Linked DNA regions of Anser cygnoides: region 2 is linked to region 1. The links are chromatin contacts, called in public Hi-C maps. All regions are on one chromosome and are shown on one strand. Each heading gives the region's core, a stretch centred on a gene start, on an enhancer-like site or on the middle of the called end of the contact. The rest is flanking DNA. Distances are from core to core; before and after follow the strand shown. Region 1 overlaps RXRA (retinoid X receptor alpha). Region 2 holds the start of CACFD1 (calcium channel flower domain containing 1).

Region 1 (3,974 bases), core at 467-2,966:
AGAAAGCCCGTCTGATAACTTTAATGAATTTCCATTTGACCCTCCCCCCCCTGGGTTTTGGGTTGAGTGTTGAGTGAATGAGCTTTAAAAGCATCTTTTCATTTAGTCTTCCACAGCAGAAAATCGCCGAGCCAAGAATCATACCTCACTTTGTCAGTAGAAAAACAAGATGTGGGCTTAGCGGAATGGAGTTGCGTTGGAGCACGGTATGGAAAATCTTGCATATAAAGCCAAACAAGGTTTCACTGCCAGTGTTGTAAGGGAGAGAGATGCGAAATTTTTGTGGCTAGTATTTCTCGCCTGTGCCTTGGGATCTCGAGCGCTTTGGAAATGAAAGACGCTCATTTTAGGCAATGCTCCCCTCCGAGCCTGTTATTAACCCTTTGTCATACTGCAAGGAAAAAAAAAAAAAAAAAAGGCGTTTGTATTCTGATGGAAAAATGAGGTCTAAATCCTCAAGACGCAGAGTTTTGTGCCGTGGCTTGTTGCTCTGCACACCTTGCTGCAGCAGGGGCTGTCAGAGGCAGGATGAGGTGGCTGCAGGGGTTCCCGAGGGGAGCTGCCGGGCTCCGGGGTCGGGGGGAGAGCCTCGTGGGGAGAGCAAACCCGAGGCTGCCCGGGGGGCTGCGGGGGCCGGGGAGCTGCTGCCGGGCGGGGGCAGCAGCCCTTTGTTCTTGGGCTGCTTGGTTTGGCATGGCACGGCTCAGCACGACATGGCACGGCGTGGTTTGGCGTGGCACTGCTTGGCATGGCATGGCACAGCTCTGTTCGGCATGGCATGGCACGGCACAGCACAGCTCAGAATGGCATGGCACGGCTCGGCACACCCCGAAGTCCCACCAGGGAAATGCCCAGAGCCCAGTTCCCACGTGCCAGGCCCGCAGTGAGGAGCACTGGGATGGGGAGCGCAGGGGGACCCGTGGAAATGTCACTGCTGCAGAAGGCCAAGGTGCCCTTTGCGGCAACAGCGCGGGGGGAAAGCTGCCCCCTGGGACCCCGACCCCGGCCTCGGGGCCAGCTGGGGTGAAAAGGCTGCTTGAGAGAGGTCAGGAGCAGAAAACTAACCTGCTTTTCTTTGGCAATTATGAAGTGACAAATTACCAGTGAAAGAGCTCATCTGTCTGTATTTATTTGTAGAGCCCCTCCTCGCTGCAAAGCCGAGGCATGGAGAGGACGGGGATCACAGCCGTTCTCTTAAGGATTTCAAAACAGTCTGCCGACACCTCACTCCATCTCTGTCAGCACTGGGGACGCGCAGAAATTAAGTGGCCAGCCTGGTGCCACCAAGCAGGATGCGGCTCCAAGAGTGTCTCCGCACCCCCCGGCACAGCATCGTCCATGCTGGACCCCCTTACGCACCCGGAGCACCAGGATGGTGTTTCGCAGGGGAAGCTGAAGCCCCCCCCGATCCTACACCTCTAAGAGCTCAGGGTTTAGGGAAATCTGGCATTAGGAGGTTTCTGATAAAAGAGCACTCTGGACCTCTTTGTATCTTCCTCCATGCTCCTCACGATGTGAGGGCCAATCCTGCACGTAGCCAGCCCTGCCACGCTGCAAAAGCCCCAAGCCATTGCATGTGTGAACCATTTCATTCCCTTACAACCACCTTCTCTTATCAAGGAATCAGGCACTTTGATCCCAGCTGGAGCTGGAGAAACAGCAACGAGTTCATGGTGCCACCCTCCTCCTCCTCCTGCTCCCTTTTCCCCCAGAGCAGGAGCTGGAGCCTGGGAAGGCGCCCAGCTTCCCGGGGGGGTGGCAGCAAACATGGCAAGGAAAGAAAAAGAACGGTGGGCAGCTTGGCTTGGCCTTGCCTTTTGTTATTAGCTGCTTTAAATATAGAAGTAAGCCCGATGTTCAAAGCAAAGCCGTGGGTGTTGAGCCCACGGGTGGTGGGGACCCAGCCAACCCGTGGTGCGAGGGCGAGCGTTGGCCACGGAGCCCAGTTTGCTCCACCCTGGGAGAAGGGGAAAAGAAAAAAAAAAAAACTCAGGAAGGGAGGTAAATATTTGCTCTCCAAACACAAACTGCTGCCTGGAGGTTAACAAGACAAATAACCAGCCTCTGGAACAGGAGCCATCCCATGCGCGAGTGCAGCCGGCCAGGCGAGCGGCTGCTGGGTGGCCAGGGCCTGTGGGTGCTCCCCGGTCCCCAGAGTCTCCAAAAATGAGCAGAGGGGCGGCACTCGGAGCTGGGGTGGCATCGGGCTGTGTCCCCACACCAGGGAGCAGCAGGCACCTGTGAGCCACCACCATCCTTTTTGCCCCCCCTCCCCTGCCCTCTGCCAGCCACGTCCCCGGCTTCCCAAATGAAAAAATATCGCGGCAAAGTTAGGAGCGCACAGATCGTCACTAACCAAATTGAAACACCCATTTTCCGTCTCTATTTCACCGGCTCTGTAGCCGTCGGGGAGGATTTATCTCCGCTGTAAACCCAAGAGCAAGTTCAATCTTGTTTGTACCTGGCAACGGATCCAGGTTAAGCCAAGGCCACCGCTCGCTGCTCCCCGTCATGAGCACGGTGCTGGGGGCTGGCGGCACCTCCCCGCACGGCAATGCTCCCACTCCAGAGGCACCAACTTGACACCGAGAGGCAAAGGGGCTGGAAAACGGCACGCTGTCCCCACGTGCGTGCCCGAGGGCAGCTTGTCACTGTGCTCTTGTCACCGTGGCGAGGTGCCCATGACCCCAGAAGCGCGCTGCTCCGTGCTGTGCCCTGTGTCCCGGTTTTTGGGATGCGTCCCAGGGTCGGAGCTCCCCCCCGCGCCCATGTCCCCAGTTAGAGCCACGGTGGCTCTGGCCCAGCCCAGCCCACGGTGTGTGGTGTGCCAAGGGTGGTCCTCGTATGTGAGACGGCCCGCGTCACCCCATCGTCACCAACCCACCAGAAAGCCCAGGGTCACCCCCGTGCGCCCAGCTGGCACAGTCCCTCTGGGGGGCTGGCTCCCGCAATGGCACTCATCACACAGCTGCTGTAAGTGGCACCGTCCCACTGTCACTAGTGGGTACAGCTCGAATTGTCAGAGGAATCAGAAATTCTTTCAAGAGAAATTCCTCGGGGCAAGAACAATCTGCTTCGCTCGGCCTTGGGCTTTCCCCCGTGGTTCTGCCGTTGCTCTCACCCCAACCCCAAACCTTTCCGTGATCCTGCGGCTCCAGGAAAACGAAGCCTCAGTGGCTCCCAGACCGATAAATGGGTTTTGGGGTGTTACGGAGCACACTCAAACCACCGTTACTTATTTTTGTACCTACGTTGTCCGTACGTACGTGAGGCTGTCGTGGAGCTGGAGGTGCATCGTGAAGTCCATGGGGCTGTTTTTACTTGCTCACTAAAGCAGGGAGGAAAGAGGCAGGACGAAGTCAAGCACCGAATGCAGAAACCCCACCACCCTCGGCTGAAATCCTGCCTGCTGGGCCAGGCTTCGAAGGACCCAAGGTGAGAAGAGGGGAAGAGCAGGAGGGAACCCGGGACGGGGACCCCTGGGTGACCGGGACCCCCCTTGGTGCGGACAGGACCCCACAGCCTAAGGACCAGCTCAGGAAATACCCATAAAGAACAAAAGAGGACTTGGACTGGGTTATATTTTAAAATGCTCATATATTTTCTTATTTTTTTCTCTCTTTTTTCTTTTTCTTTTTTTTCTTTTTCTTTTTCTTTTTTTTTTTTTTTTCACAATTCTAATACAATTGTTCATCAAAATACTGGCGTTTCCAGCAGCAACTCTTTTTTTTTTTCTTTTTTCCTTTTTTTTTTAAGTGAATAATAATATACGGTAGTGATTTCACAGTAAAACAGACCTGCGGGAACGCCGGATATACGTGACAAAAGACACCCCCAGACCAGCCCGCCCTTCCCTCCCCCCCCCCCCCCCCCCCCCCCCCCCGAAAAAGATTTTGGAAGTGGGGGAAAAAAATAAAAAGTTCATTCAAAAAAATTATTTCAAAAGAGATTTCATATAAAGCCTTTAAAACACA
Region 2 (3,974 bases), core at 918-3,417, 530 kb after region 1:
CCCGGCTGACTTGCTTTCTGCCCCACAGACCCCACAAAGTGAGACTGCCCAGGCCACAGAGCAAGCTGTCTGACTCCCCGAGCCATCGGCAATCCTCCTGCCTGTTTCTTCTCCCACATTCACCCAAACACGTAAAACTCTCAGCTTTCCTTTAAAAACAAGTCATGAGTTCTCCAAGCTGTGAAGAAAAGACTGAGAAAAGAATCCAAGTACAACTCGGCTGCTTTGAAAGCTAAAGACAGAGGGGAAAAATCTGCCTTCAAAGACTCGCGCTGCTTTCAAGCCCCTCGCGAGCTGCTCTGGCACGCGAGGCGGGCAGCGCAGCCACCTCCGGCTCTTCGCCCTCCATCCACGTCCCCCGAGCTGTGCGTGGGGCAAAGCCACGTGAAGGGTGCCAAGGCCATAGCCCATGGGACTGACATCGCCCCACGGCCCCCTCATGGGAGCTGCCCTGGGGACACGGCCCTGCCAGCCTCCAGGCCTCCCGCCTCCACCAGAGGCCTCTGGTACGTGTTGCCCCGTAAGAGCAGCCCTGTGGAAACTTTTCACACCTCTGGAATTTCGGCACCTAAGATGTAAAAGCGAGAGCAGCGTTACGTTTTACCAGCATAGCCAAAAAGGGTTTTAAAGGGGCTGCCCAGTGATTCCACAGCACACGAGGTGGGCTGCAGAAACGCCGTGGCCTTGTACAGTCAAGTCCCGAGGCAGGAACAGGCATGGAAAGGGGGCAGGAAGAGAGAGGGTTCAGACGAAACACTACAGCAGAGGGAATAAATCAGGGCTGACTGTGCTGGCTGAGAAACACTCTTGTTTTACTAGAAGTCGTGGACCTGAAGCAGAAGGAATTCTCCATCCTGTGCTCTGCAGGAGATCAGACTAAGCGGTCATAACAGTCCCTCCTGCTTTTAAGAGCTATTAATCTCCCCACAGAATGTAGCAAAACAGCACTACGGGACAAGCTGATTTCTGGCAAAGGTGCAAAGACTCTTTCCCTGGGAAAATTTTTTTCGGCAGCAGGTAATTCACAGCGCAGCCAACTCACTTCGCTGTACGCTGTCTCCCATCTTCTGCGCGTCCAAGACTAAACCCTTTAAAAAACACACAACACTAACCAAGGTCGTTATTCGCCTTCAAAAAACACAGCCAGGCCCTCCGTGATAAACGGCAGGAGTAAGAAAGGAAACATGCTCTGATGTTCAGAACAGGAAAGTTGCAGGAACACAAACACCTGACGGTCAGATAGGATGGAAGAATCAAACCCCAGGGCCCCTGTTCACACCCTGCACCTGACCCCGCTGAGCGTCCTGGTGCTCGCAATAAAACCATTGTCTAGTTTATCTGCCCACGGCCCTCCTGCAGGACCGGGGGCTTGGCTGCTGCTCCCACCACTCCCAGAGACGGGAGATGAGCTTCATCCAAGAAGAAACTCGAGGATTTGCAGATCCCCCCCGAGACATCCCTTCTCCCAGGTGCCAAAGTTCAGCGAGTTCAGCAACCACGCAGCACACCTCTCACGTGCAAGCTAAAATCACCCCGCTTCGGGCTCATCGTGGCTCTTCCTCCTGCCCAAAACGCAGCCAACTACACACGTAGAAGAGACACAAACCTGCAACCCCAAACTATTGTTCCGCGGCCCGCCTCCCCGTACACAAACACGACCCAGGGACGGGCAGGCACGACCCCTGCCACACGCTTTTGCATGCACGAGCAGAGCCGATGGGGAACCCTTGGCTGCGAGGGAGGGGATACTTACACACGCCCCCGATGACCCCGGCAATCCTGCAGAGCCACCTGTACCACCAGGTCATGCCATCATCGGCGGAGGGAGCCGCTGGCTCAGGGGCTGCTGCTTGGAACTGGTCATCCTGAGAACTCATGGCCCCCCTGCTCCCGGGGGGTCAGGGGGCAGCTCCCCGCTCCCCACCTGAGCCCCAGCAGTGCGGGATGCCCCTCCAGGTGACACTCCCCCCCCCCTCTCCAGCAAGGCCAGGAGACAGCCCCTAAACCCAGCCCTGCTGCCGGTGGGCCTCTCCCCGCACCCCCATGCACGGCCGGGCCCCCCAGGGCTGACAATGGAGGGGCTCTGCCTGCAGCAGCGATGCCAGCGGCCGGGGGGGAGCAGCCTCCACGTCTCCCTGCCTATTGCATTGTGGGTCCCCTCCTCCAGCAGGGAGGGCTTTGATGTCACGCTCATTAAAAAGCCAGTGGGCAGAGCCATGTGTGCATATTCATGGACAGCAGCAGGCGGGGAGGCATGCAGCCCATGGCGGGCCCTAGGGTGCACAGGGCGGTTGGCTCCGCTCGGGGCGAGGGCACGCGTCTGCCCCGAAAGGCACCCGTCATCTCACGGGGACTGGGACTGAGCCCCAGCCTCTCCTCCCAGCTCAGCTCTGGACGCACAAACCTCAACATTCGGAAGTTTTGGCCAGGCTGATAACACAGCTTCTTGCCTCAAATCGCAGGGGGAGGCGTTGTGGGTGCCTCAGTTCTTAAAGCCATCTATATCCATAGCCCCCGTGCCTCAGTTGTACCAACAACGCAAGCACACAGCAGGCTGCACTCTGCTCTTACCTCTGTCTTCACTCCCTTTACCTCTCTGAGGACTGAGCTTTTGCTTCAGCAGAAGGTGAAGCGATTTGTCTAATGTTACGCAGTAAAGTCAGAAGTAGAGCAGGAGCCCTGGGTCCTGCTTCCCCTAACCACTACCTGCTGTTATCCCTGTGTATGCTAAGAGGAATGAGAAATTAATTTTTGAATGGATGAGAGTTGAATGTGAAAATTGTTACAAAAATTGTGCCCTCAAGAAAAAGCAAACCACTCCCCTTAATCTGAATGGAATCAGGTTTTTAGAAAAGGGGAGTTGAAGCAGGACTTCTCATATCAGAGATGTCCCAGTTGGCAACCTGCTGGTATCCGAACAACTGGTACACTGAAACACCCTTAATTCTTTTAAATTATAAAGGCAGCAGCTGCACATTTCGCAAATGAACATAGAGCATACGGTCAGTAATCAGAGCCCATCTCTGCAGACCAGAGACTCCGCATAGCTGATCTGGAACAAAAAATAGCAGTGAGACTTGGGATCCAGAGCTGAGTGGGAAGACAGATCCCATCTGCTAAAAGGTTACAAAAAAGAATTAAGAAAAGGATTTTTTTTTTTCATTACTGTTACGTCTCCTGTTAGACAGGAAATGAAGGCCCAGTGCCTGTATCACCCACGCACTGCAGTGGGACAGCTGATATATTCAGTTCCTCAAGGATCTTGCTTCAAGAATCTACTTTCTAGCTCTTCCAGGAACGGAACGTAAATCTGGAGGCTGGCAAGCAAAAAAATCCAGGCGGAACCAGCAAAAACCATTACTAAGAAGACTGAAGAAAATAAGATTTTGTGGTTGCAAAAAGATGTCAGAGAATTCAGCTGAAAGAAAGCAGAGGTAGGATTAAAACTGCCCAGGCAGAACCGTTTATTGTATCCAGCGTGAAGGGTAGGGGCAGCCCTGTCCAGCCAGGCTTCAGGTCTGGAAAAGATCCCTTCAGCAGAACACTAAGATTTTGATGAGGACTTGTACCGAAGTAGGAGAATCCTTCAAAATGTTCAAGACATTAAATAAAACAAACAAACCACACAACAACTTTAGAAATATATTTAGGTCAAACTTGAGTGAATATTTGTCACTGTTCTAAAATACCTCTTCCTGCTACAACTTGTATCACGCAGTCTCAACAATCTCTCAGTGCACAGTTCCTTTGAGATGCAGATACAAGCAGATTATTAGCACAGCTACTATTATCTGAGTAAATATCCCTTGGCACCAAACCCATCATTAAGAGACAGAATTCTTTTATTTTTCCCATAGAAAAGAAGTACTGGTATCACCGTCAGACATGCAGTAACAGAACCGCAGCCGTGAGGGCTGGGGAGGGACCTCGGGAAGTCATTTATTCCTCCCCACAAAGCCAACTGTCACCAGTGC

What was found. A called contact is a pair of places that touch in the nucleus more often than the background predicts.
Region 2: a Hi-C map of liver shows a contact between it and region 1, with 3 times the contacts expected there. The contact joins the promoter of CACFD1 here to the enhancer-like site in region 1. A contact is called at or near these places in 2 of 7 Hi-C or Micro-C datasets (both in liver).

Annotation. Positions count from the first base shown.
Region 1 is chr20:3,906,640-3,910,613 of Taihu_goose_T2T_genome, forward strand. RXRA (retinoid X receptor alpha) reads right to left here. Exons shown (of 11, transcript XM_066981036.1): 11 at 3,578-3,974. Among named protein-coding and RNA genes, the nearest start is that of COL5A1, 100 kb to the left of the region's middle. Within about 2 kb of position 1,717, at least 2 of the 3 cell types and tissues checked have open chromatin away from gene starts, as enhancers often do. A contact at or near this core is called in liver, where this site is marked.
Region 2 is chr20:4,440,039-4,444,012 of Taihu_goose_T2T_genome, forward strand. It overlaps CACFD1 (calcium channel flower domain containing 1), which reads right to left and starts at 2,168. Exons shown (of 5, transcript XM_066980695.1): 1 at 1,754-2,168. The coding sequence starts at 1,877. It overlaps ADAMTS13 (ADAM metallopeptidase with thrombospondin type 1 motif 13), which reads right to left. Exons shown (of 29, transcript XM_066980650.1): 29 at 3,630-3,974.